Regions from separate parts of the Gossypium hirsutum genome. Here region 2 is linked to region 1. A link is a contact called in public Hi-C data. All regions are on one chromosome and are shown on one strand. Each heading gives the region's core, a stretch centred on a gene start, on an enhancer-like site or on the middle of the called end of the contact. The rest is flanking DNA. Distances are from core to core; before and after follow the strand shown. Region 1 holds the start of LOC107942489 (factor of DNA methylation 1). Region 2 holds the start of LOC121202958 (actin-related protein 5).

Region 1 (5,683 bases), core at 1,924-4,423:
TCAGCCATCATCGGCTGAGGATAAATATTAAATACTAAGCATCATCTAATGGTTTCGAATAATGTATTTAATTGCAAAGCCTACTGCAAATTCTAGCAATCACTTACTCCATATGTTTTGTTGAATACTGAGCTCCCATTGTGTGTAGCTGATTGTTGAATACCGTCTCTATCACCCATAACTTCGAGCTCATTCCGCAACCGCTCGTCTTCCATTTCTGCATATATGTTAAGCAATATTGAACTTTACCCTACAAATTTTTATTTTCATTCAAAGAAATCTCACTCTCCATGCTTAAAATATCTCCTATCTTCCCGAAGATTATGCACATTTGTTCGAAAAAAGGAATCTCCTTTTAAGTTTAGATAACATATTTTGGCTTTCGATTTCAGAGTTTCAAGAGAAACAAACGAAATGAAAAAGAAACTATGGTGAGGATGGGTTTACCTTCTTCTTTGCAAAGGGCCAAAAATTTGAAGGTTTTTGTGTGTGTGTGCAGGAAACTGCTAAAGATCAACTATGTTGCAGCATTTTGAAGAAAGGTGGCCATGTTCGAAGTTAAAAAGACAAAAAAATTATAAACGCAGGGTTAAATTCTGAATTAATCCCTGTACTTTATTAAAGTTTGGTTAATTTCTAATTCGAGTCGTTTCAATTTTGGATTATTTTGCATTAGGCTCATTCCAATTTGACCCTCGAATTTTTCAAGTTCAAATTATTTTAAATTCAAATCACTTCAAGTTCCGATTATTTAAATTCAATCAAAATTGAGAAATTAAACAAATTTTAAAAAAAAAAACAACCACTCATTTTTACTTTCTATTTAAAAACATTTTTATAATATAGTATTAAATTTTAATTCAAAATAGGTCGAAACAAGTCAAACCGGCTCAAGGTCAAAAAAATCTTATTTAGCTTGAATAGACCAAGCTTATCAAGCTAGACGGATTACTCGATTTATGGACAGGTCTATGAAAACTCAGATACGAAAAGTATTTTAAATTTCCATGGGAAAAAAATTTAAATACCTTTTTTGGTAAAAGTAGCACCAACTACCATTTCTCCACAGTAACATTGTTCAGCTTTAACTACACTATGTTTAGTAGGATACAGTTCAGCAATTCCTTCATTTGCTCCAATTGCAAACAAGTCCTTCACAAGTATGCCGCAAACATGCCCCCCGGAAAGAAAAAAAGGATTGCAAATGCTGATCGAACTAGTCGTCTACTCATCTCTTAAAGGAGATTGCAAGTTGCCTCGGATGTTGATCAGTGGCGAAGCTAAGGGTTAGTACAACATGCTCCAATTTAATCCACACCTACCTGAGTCCTATTTCATTTCTAGTTTCATTAGTGCCCTTCAAAGAAAAGTTGACTTCTAGAGTGAAAAATGAAAACTAGTGAACCAACCACCCTATCTGCTGTGTGTAAATTGGCTAGATTACATGAACTATCCCTTGAGCTTGAGCCTGAACTATCTATTGGAAGTGGAAGAAGCTAAGATGGAGACTCTTCCTAATGAGATAGCATTATTGGAACAGTATTTGGATGTCTTTTTGAGGAACCAAAACAGTTGCCAACTCAGTCGCGACATCATTGTATTCATTTCTCAACTCTTTCAGCTTCTCGTTGTCTTTGTTCCGAGAAGTCATCACAGAATATTTAAGTGTAAGGAATAAACAGACTCGATTCTTGTAGCCCATATTTTGACATACACATCTAGCACATAGTATAGAACAACATATTTCCGGCCTATTATACTTTTTGAGAATAGGGAACGGTCTCAAATGGTTCAATCCATAATCGAATAACGGTGAATGCAAGTTTTTTCCAGTTGATCATCTCGAACACAACAGTGAATGAGTGCATGCAAGTGAAAGTTATGTGAAAGAAAGTACCAAAGCAAAAACATAAAAGCTATAGTTGGTGTATGCACCATATAGATAGCTGCAAGTTGCCTCAAGTATGGGTCATCTTAAACGGCTGTGATTTCCGATCATGCACATTCTGTTTCCATAATGAACATAATTTAGCTCACATTTTGTGCTGATCTTCGACCGGGAACTTCAAGGAGAAAGCGACTTTGAAAGCTTTTCGATCGAGTTCCCCCAATATCAATATATCATTCAAACCCTGCACATCAACAACATTAAAAGCCTTCCATTGAGCACCATGCATGTATAGAAATTCTTGTGAAGATCACATTGTTCTAATTGTAAAGTTTTACAAAGAATCCATGGAATCAATCTATCAAGTGAAATGAGATCAATGAAAAGGGAAATTACCATACAAAGCCAACATATTTGGACATGAAGTTGCATAATATAAATATTTAATTATAAAAATATATTTTTTCCCTCCATTTAAACTCTAGAAATTGAAGGGTCCTTTGGTTACTTAAAAACTTTTAAAAACAAAAAAAAGCTATACAAAATCTAAATAAAGGATTATTGAGGTATTCACTGCTCAAGAGAGTAAAACAGACCAAACCCAGTAAAAACAACTTTAAATTGGAATCGTCAGTGCATAAAACCCATGAAGATGAACGTCAAACCCAGAAAAATTTGCAAAAAAAGAAAGATGGTATTGAGATTCAAAACAAATCAAACCCAAAAAGAGGAACATAAAAACCGAGAAAAATTGCAAAAAGAAAGATAAAGCCAGAAATGAAAAACTCTAAATTTTTAATATTAAGCGCAGAAAGATAAACCCATGAAAATACATCAATGATCAAACTGAGCATACAAATGTAAAGAAAATAGAGAAAGAGATGGAAACAGACATCTAAAAAATTGCCCCGAAAAAAATGTTATTGAAATATTCAGTGTTCAAGAGTGTAAAACAGACCAAAACCAGAGAATCAATTTAAAAACAAGGAAAAGATCCTTCAATTTCAAATTCTCAAGTGAACAAAGGCCAGTAAAAGAAAGAAAGAAAACTCTAATTGCAATCTTAAGTACACAAAAACCATGAATATGAACACCAAACCCAGAAAAAAAAAAGAAACAGAGCTGTAAAAATGTAGGAAAAAAAAAGAAAAAAAAATTTGGACCATTTCTCGATTTGTGCGTGTCATCCTTGCGCAGGGGCCATGCTAATCTTCTCTGTATCGTTCCAATTTTATCGGATGTCCCCGAAGGGACAACCACGTAGGCCTTCTTTTGCCTATATAAATAATAAAACTTCTTAGTTTTTTAGCGATGTGGGATATTGGTTGCTTTCCAACTAGAACCTTGACTAAGGCCCAGTAGCTGTTTAAGTCTTTAGTGAAGCACCAAAAAATCGTGGGCTTTACAGTTATACTTCACTTTATGTTCGGCTTAGGTTTACTGTTAAGTTTGATTAGCCATTGTTTTTTATTAGACCCAAAAATTTTGAGTTATTATTTAACCCAACTTCTAAATCCCTTTAGTTTTGAATTGTGTAGAAATTTAATAAGAAAAAATAAAAAATCAAATCAAATTAAAAGGTATAAAGTTTTTTATTAGTTTAGTTTTGTGCTTTGATAATTTCAAGTTTACTTAATTTCATACTTGAGTCGTTTTAAATTTGAATTGTTTTTGAGTTCGAGTCTTTATAATTTTAGCTCTCAAGTTTTTCAAATTTTCATCAGCTCAAATCATCTCAAGTTTGATTATTTTAAAATTAATTTAAATGCAAATCAAATTGAGATGAATTTATTCATCAAATCAAAATTTTATTTTGAAATGAACCTATTTGATAATAGAATGTTAGATTTATAAAGATCTTAAATAATTTTTTTTAGTATTCTAATGTTTGTTTTTACGATTCATATTCGAAATTTAAAATTCTCCCAACAATACCATATCCATGGTTCAAATAATTTTTAATCGATAATATAATAAAACTAAGCATAAGAGAAGTAAAATTCACAATAAAATGACTGATTGAATATTAACTCGATTGACATGAACATTATTTCAATACAGGAGAACGTCAGTTTTAAGTGAGCTGAAGCGCATTATCCTCCTATTTATGGGTTGAGAATGAATTATAAGTAATTCTAGACATTATATAAAAAAATAAATATGATTAAAACTTGTAATAAAATTATTTAAAACAAAATTCACAATGTAAACATTCCATAAGCTTTAAAAATAAATAAATAAAAATCCAGAGCTTTAAATAAAAGTGATAAAAACACAAATAATAGTTTTCAAAAATTAACCACTTAATAATCGCTTTCCCTCCAACCTCCATACTCTGCTTCATCATTTTCCTCCTGTAGTACAAATCCAGCAAAATAAAATCAATAATAGATAAATGCCATTAGTTAATTAAATATTCATATTTCATACATATTTAAAACCATAGGTGGTGAAAAGACAATTTTTTTTTTTTTGTGCATCTAAAAATTTAAACCGGTTCATTTTTTAATTCAAACTAGATTGACCGATTGACTAATATAAAAATTTTCCTATTCATCAAGCTAGACAGATTACTCGATCCATAGATAGTTCTATAAAAAATCGAATACGAAATAGGATAGGATAATCTTCCTAAAAAGCAAGGGGTAATATCAAGGGGATAGATCTTGGTTTGATAAAATTCATCTTTTAGTCCTCTAAATTTGTGAATCTATCGGTTAATAAAATGGTAAAAATATACTTTGATCCTTTAAAATTTGTAATTCAATCTCGACCCCTAATAAAATTTCTGGCCTTGATAGAAAGTATTTTCAATTTCCATGAAAAAAAAGTTAAATACCTTTTTGGTGAAAGTAAGACCAACTACAATTTCTCCACAATAACGTTGTTCAGCATTAACTACACTATGTTTGGTAGGATGTAGTTCAGCACTTCCTTCATCTGCTCCTATTGCCAACAAATCCTTCACAAATATGCTGCAAACATGAAAATAAAAAATGTTTTACAATATCTTTTTCGAGCTTCAAGATAGAGAAAAGGGCTGCATATGCTGAGATTCGACCTTGCAACTTCTTAAAAGAGAATGCTATGACACTGTCAAGCTTGTTTTTCCGGACTTTTTATTTTCTTATAGTACTCGTATATGAAAAAATTTCAGACAACGGATACGAGTCGGAGTAATTTAGCTATAAAACAGTGACGATTAATGTTAGTATACTTACGTGGCTTGGCCTACAAAGTCATCAGAAGAGAAGGTGTCTTTGTCCATGATTTTAAGAACTAGCTTGTAGTCACCACCTGACCCTGGATACTCCACCTTGAATGTGAATTTTTCATTCCATGATGGAATAGATCCATCACCTGCACAAAATTTGACCCTTTAGGTAATTTTTGTAAAAGTTAATCAGTCCGGCTCTTTATTTTTCTTGAAGTATTTATGTCCGACATGTATTAGGACATGCTCATATATAGCATTCGCATCTGAGTCCAAGTCATTTAACTATGCAACGATGTTATGAACTGGTGATAGAAGGACAACAAAAATGTATGATATGCTTCCTCCGATTATTGCCAATAATGTTTCTCACTTTCATTGGTATGGCTTGATAAAGACCTGTTAGTATTTTTTATCTGAACCTGAAAATCTAAGCCGATTCATCGGAGTAACTCGAACCTAAGATGACCCAACCTGAAAATCTGATTGATATCGAATGTCCCAAACTCAAAATGAACCGAACCCTCAACAACTCAGAACTCGAATAAATTCAAACCCAAACCTGAACCATGTAAAATACC
Region 2 (5,683 bases), core at 2,372-4,871, 130 kb before region 1:
TTTAAAAAAATTAAACCCAAACTCACACATGATAAAACTTGATGAACTTAAGACAGTAATACTTCTAAAACTTTAATTTTATTGTTTCAACCAAAATCCCATTGATCTTTCGTAAATTCTTACCATATTTGCTTTTATTTATACGATATACCTAGAACTACTCTTATACCCTCCTTAACTCTTAAATAGGAGGATAATGCGCTTCAACATACTCGAACCAACGTCCTCTTGCACTGTTAATAATATTAATACCAGTCGAATTAAGACTCAATCGACATTAAATTTTTTTTGTAAATATAATTTTATATAAAAACAAAATTCTACCTACATAATGGGGATGTTGTTTGGGCTTTAACTTTAGAAAGGAAAGTTAAGAATTGAGAGAAAAGGAGGCCGAATGTTCATAATGAATTAGAGATTGAAGCCCAAAGGGATGTGGTTTTAGTCAGGCAATATTTCAGGCCTTTCAATGCTCAATTTGAGCCCCAATTTCACTTCTACCAAACCCAAAAGAAAAAGAAAACCCACGACGACCACCGACGGAATTAGAAAAATTGAGGGCTAAAATTGTTATTATACAAATTAAAATTATATACAATTGACGAAAGATTTAATACAACGATTAATTATTCACTTTTAAAATTGATAGGGATTAAATATCTCTATTTTTTTTAGAATAATTAATTTACTCGATTTTGTAATTAAAAGGGATTGGAGAAGTCTTTTTACCATTAAAACAAAAGAACAATCGAATATCATCTTACCTATTTAGGTTTGTAAAAATTGAAGTGGTTAAAGAAAATTAAATAGGAATACATTATTTAAAATGATAAAAAATAATAATTTAATAAATTCAAATTCAAATTAATTATTTTCGTTATAATTTTTTTAATAAATAATTTAATATAAAAAATTTCTCAAGCGAAGTAGGGAAATTGTACTTATTTTCATAAAATCAGTACAATTAAATAATTATAAATCCAAAAGTTACTTCAATCATAACAAACAATATTTTTTTATTTGCATTTATTTATATAAAAAAGAATTAATGAAAAATGAAAAAAAGGAAAAAAAAAAGAGTAATAAAAACATATTTAACCTGATAATTGAAATAATCTGATGATCTAGTGACCAAATTAAAGTTATAAATCATATTTTAGGGACCCCTGAGCAATTAATCCAAGTTATTAAAAATGATTGCGGTGAGCGTGGATCGAACACGCGACCTTCAGATCTTCAGTCTGACGCTCTCCCAACTGAGCTATCCCCGCTGGTGATTATAAACTTAATACTATGTTTTTAAAACTATTAGACTCTACTTCAATGAAACCCTTTTCTCCTCGGCTCTCAAATCCATAGTTCCATTCCAGAGGAAAACCCTAAAAAAATTGCCATTCGTATAAAAAATTCAAAGGCAAACAGATTACAATCGCTTTCCTCCATCGACTCTCATCGTTATCGACAATGGCGGTTCCTATGTTCGTATTGGGTAATTTAACCTTAACTACTAAAACCCTAATTTTTCATTTTTCATTTGAGATATATATATGTGTATGTATGTTTAATTGTATATACCATCATTTTATTTTCTATTTTGCAGTTGGGCAGGAGAGACTGAGCCAGAGGTTATTTTCCGTGACATTGTTCAAAGACTTCGCCATAAATCCACTGGTATTTTTGCTTTATTCAAATTATTTTTAACAAAAACGAAAAAAAGAAGAAGGAAATTCTCTAAATTATACGAGTTATATATATAATATCAAAATAATATTTACGTATACAAAGCCAAATTTACAGTAATAAGAAAACCTAAAAACGACAAGCACTTTCAAATGAAACGCAAGTTTCCTTTTTTGGCGCCATAATTGAAAATAAAGCCTCGAGATCAGGTGGTTGAAAGAACCCATTCCTCGGTGGCTCTCTCTTCATATAAACCGCTTGTTTCTTCTTAGGCGCCGGCGGACATAGCGGAGGGGGCGCCTTTTGTGTCTGCCGCATCGATGTAAACAAAGCCTCGAGATCGGGTGGATGAAAGAACTCATTGTTCGGAGACTTTCTCTTTATATGAACCGCTTGTTTTTTCTTCGGTGCCGCTGGACACGGGGGAGGAGCCGTAGCTTGTGAGTGCCGCCTCGGCGTCATAAAACCTTCTTCTTGTTCATAAATCTCCATTAAAAGAAAAAGAGATTTTGAAATAATAGGATTTTGCATGTGAAGGTTTTTTATAAGAGAGATCTTGTGGGCGTGTTAGCTTGCTATGGAAGAATGAAGATTTTATTTTAATTTCTTTTTCATTTATCTAAACGTACTGTGGAAGGAACCATGAAACTCAGAAGCTAGTTTTGGTAAAAAGGTATTTATAGTCCCTCTCAATTTTGATGTTAAACGAATTGGTCCCTAAAAAAACCGAAGCAATTTAATCATGTTAATGTCGAAAGTGAGCATCTAATGACAATTAGTCATAATATTAATATTTTTCCACTAATTTTACATAATTTTGAATGATATAATAACAAATTTTACTTTCAAAATTTACACATTCTATCAATATATATATATAAATCCAAAGTTTTTTTACATATTCTTTTTGAATTTTTTAGAATTTTTTTTAAAATTTATACGATCTTTGAATAATTATTTTACAATCAGGATCAAATTAACATAATATATAAACATCGAGGGTTTAATTTGTTATTATATCAATTAAAATCATGTATAATTGATAAAAAAATATTAATTGTCTTGATTAATTGTTTTTAATTGTCCGCATTCGAGATTGATAAGGATTAAATTAATTCAATTTTTAAAAGATCAATTTACTTAATATCGAAATTAAGACATACACGAGAGATTTTTTTTACTTTTCTCTTTGATGGAGTGGTTATATGTGATGGAGAATTGATTAATTGTGTTGAAATAGGTCCTACAATGACTTAAAAAGTTGGCAACTTTTTACTTTGAACTTGGAATTAAGAATTATATGAAAGTGGCTGATTGAATCTTAACTCGATTAGTATCAGTATAGGAGATCGTGGGTTTAAGTGCGCTCAAGTGCATTATCCTCCTATTTATCAATTAGGGAGGGATTATGGGTAATTCTAGGTATTATGTCAAAAAGAACAGATATGATTAGAACATATAGTGAAATTATTAAAAAAAAGTTTATAAAAATTGACATGGTTAAAAAAAATTAAATAGTACATTTTATTAATGATTTAAAATGATAAAAAATAACAATTTAATAAATTCAAAATTAAATTAACTATTTCAATTTCGTTATAAAGTTAATGTTTTAATAAATAATTTAATATAAAAAAATCTGAAGCGAAGTAGGGAAATTGTACTTATTTTCATAAAATCAGTATAATTAAATAATATTATAATTATAATTTTATGACTAATTTAAAATTTTTAACTCCTATTGAGGGACCCCTGAGCAATTAATCCAAAACAGTAAAAACCACTGCGGTGAGCGTGGATCGAACACGCGACCTTCAGATCTTCAGTCTGACGCTCTCCCAACTGAGCTATCCCCGCTGTTGATATCCAAACTTAATACTAAAGCTTTAAAACTATTAGAATCTACTTTTCAGTTCATCACTCTATCAGAAACCCTTTTCCCCTCGACTCTCAAATCCATAGTTCCATTCCGTAGAAAAACCCTAAAAAAATGCCATTCATATCAAAAATTCAAAGGCAAACAGATTACAATCGCTTTCCTCCATCGACTCCCATTGTTATCGACAATGGGGCTTCCTATTTTCGTATTGGGTAATTTAACCTTAACTACAAAAACCCTAATTTTTCATTTTTCGTTTGATATATGTATGTATGTATGTATGTATGTATTTATAATTGTATATACCATCAATTTTTTCCCTTAACCATTTTTTTTTCTATTTTGCAGTTGGGCAGGAGAGACTGGGCCACGGGTTATTTTCCGTAACATTGTTCAAAGACCTCGCCATAAATTCACCGGTATTTTTGCTTTATTCAAATTATTTTTAACAAAACAAAAAAAAAGGAAATTTGTATATGAATTTAGGTGTTCTTTTTGGGGGCTTATTGCAGGGGAAACTGTGACAATTGTTGGTGACCATGATCCCGCTTTACTGAAATACTTTGATTGCACTCGTTCCAGCCCCCGATCCGCTTTCGATAGCAATGTTGTTTTTCAGTTTGAAATCATGGAATATGTATGTAAAATTTAACTTTTGGTTTTGGTTTTGTGTTTTTTATGTATGGGAGTTATGAGAAGCTATGAACTCAAATTTAAGTTTGAATGTGAACTAGAAATGCCTTTGGTTTATGAGAGTATTGGATGATATTGGTTTATGATTGAATGTAGATAAGGAAGTTTTAGAGTTTTGGGCATGGCTCGGCATGTTAACTTGTGTACTTTTTTTTTTTTTCTTTTTTACAGGTTCTCGACTTTGCATTTGATCGGTTGGGTGCAAATGGATCACGGGTACATTGATAAGTTTACTGCTCTTATTAGGATGTCCTGCTTGTGTTGGTAATTAGGATATGCTTTGGCAGTAGATAAATTGTCTTCAGATAGTTGATTTTACATGAATTTAAATGCGCCTTTGAGCATGCCTGGGAATTTTATTGGCTATTGGTTTTGGCATTTTCCCTTCACGCAGCATCCGTTTATTGGCTTCCATTTTCGTCATTCATAATTCTTTATTTGACATTTCGAGTTTAATTAATTCGTTTTTGATTTGTTGTTTATTCGAGGCCAGAACAGATTGATCATCCTATCCTGATCACAGAATGTGTGTGCAACCCAGTTCATTCCCGCAGTAAAATGGCAGAACTTCTTTTCGAGACTTATGGGGTTCGATCTGTAGGTATAAAGCACTCATTTTAACGTTACATATCATGCTCAATTCGTTTATCTGAGTGATACATGGCCTTGCATGCTTGAGTAAGGTTCAAGTTTCTTGGAAATTAGTTATGTTATTAGAATTCAAATCCTGTCAACAATTTTGATATATATATATTTCAGTCCAAATGTATATCTTCTCTGATGCTCGAATTTTTTCTGTTTGTGATTGCAGCCTTTGGTGTTGATGCTGTTTTCAGCTACAAGTATAATCAACTGCATGGGATTTGTGAGAAAGATGGTCTAGCTATCTGCCCGGGATTCACCACAACTCATGTCATTCCTGTATGTTCTCTAGACTTAATATTTTATATTGATGCATAGATTTGCAAAGTTGAGGCAATCATTATTTATTTCGGGGCTTGTTAGCAAGTCGGCATTATGGGACTTGACACAATAAGTTTAGTTTCTGCTTGGAATTTTCCTTATGTTCCTCCGACAAACCTTTTTACTGGTCTGGTGGAAGGTATATCTTGTAATAGACATTAGAATAGGAATTTACAAAATCTGACCGACACAATGAATATTAGATTTCGGCTACGAGGATGCGAGTGCATTACAGTTGTGGTTATAATGTAATTTGTTTGACTGTAGTTTGTTGATGGGGAGCCCGTTTACAAAGGATGCTGTCGGACTAACATTGGCGGTTACCATATCACTGACTATTTGAAGCAACTTCTTTCACTTAAATATCCTCATCACATGTGAGCATAAGTTCTGCTGGATTGCCGGAATATGACATTCTTCAATAGAGCTTTTGCTAATGTTTTTTTAAATGCTCATGATAGGGCTAGA

What was found. Hi-C and Micro-C count contacts between places; a contact is called where the count stands out from the background.
Region 2: a Hi-C map of leaf shows a contact between it and region 1, with 2.4 times the contacts expected there. The contact joins the promoter of LOC121202958 here to the promoter of LOC107942489 in region 1. A contact is called at or near these places in 13 of 34 Hi-C or Micro-C datasets (callus, fibers, hypocotyl and 3 more).

What each region holds. Positions count from the first base shown.
Region 1 is chrA10:114,545,817-114,551,499 of Gossypium_hirsutum_v2.1, reverse strand. LOC107942489 (factor of DNA methylation 1) reads right to left here and starts at 3,173. Exons shown (of 12, transcript XM_016876161.2): 1 at 3,052-3,173; 2 at 1,936-2,132; 3 at 108-217. LOC107942491 (16 kDa phloem protein 1) reads right to left here. Exons shown (of 5, transcript XM_016876162.2): 3 at 5,110-5,248; 4 at 4,728-4,863; 5 at 3,050-4,242. The coding sequence ends at 4,192. It overlaps LOC121209035 (U6 spliceosomal RNA), which reads right to left and starts at 3,142; the gene lies at 3,040-3,142.
Region 2 is chrA10:114,674,882-114,680,564 of Gossypium_hirsutum_v2.1, reverse strand. LOC121202958 (actin-related protein 5) reads left to right here and starts at 3,621. Exons shown (of 12, transcript XM_041078173.1): 1 at 3,621-3,771; 2 at 3,908-3,978; 3 at 4,072-4,196; 4 at 4,424-4,468; 5 at 4,751-4,853; 6 at 5,064-5,173; 7 at 5,483-5,592; 8 at 5,677-5,683. The coding sequence starts at 3,671. It overlaps TRNAF-GAA (transfer RNA phenylalanine (anticodon GAA)), which reads right to left and starts at 3,537; the gene lies at 3,465-3,537. TRNAF-GAA (transfer RNA phenylalanine (anticodon GAA)) reads right to left here and starts at 1,271; the gene lies at 1,199-1,271.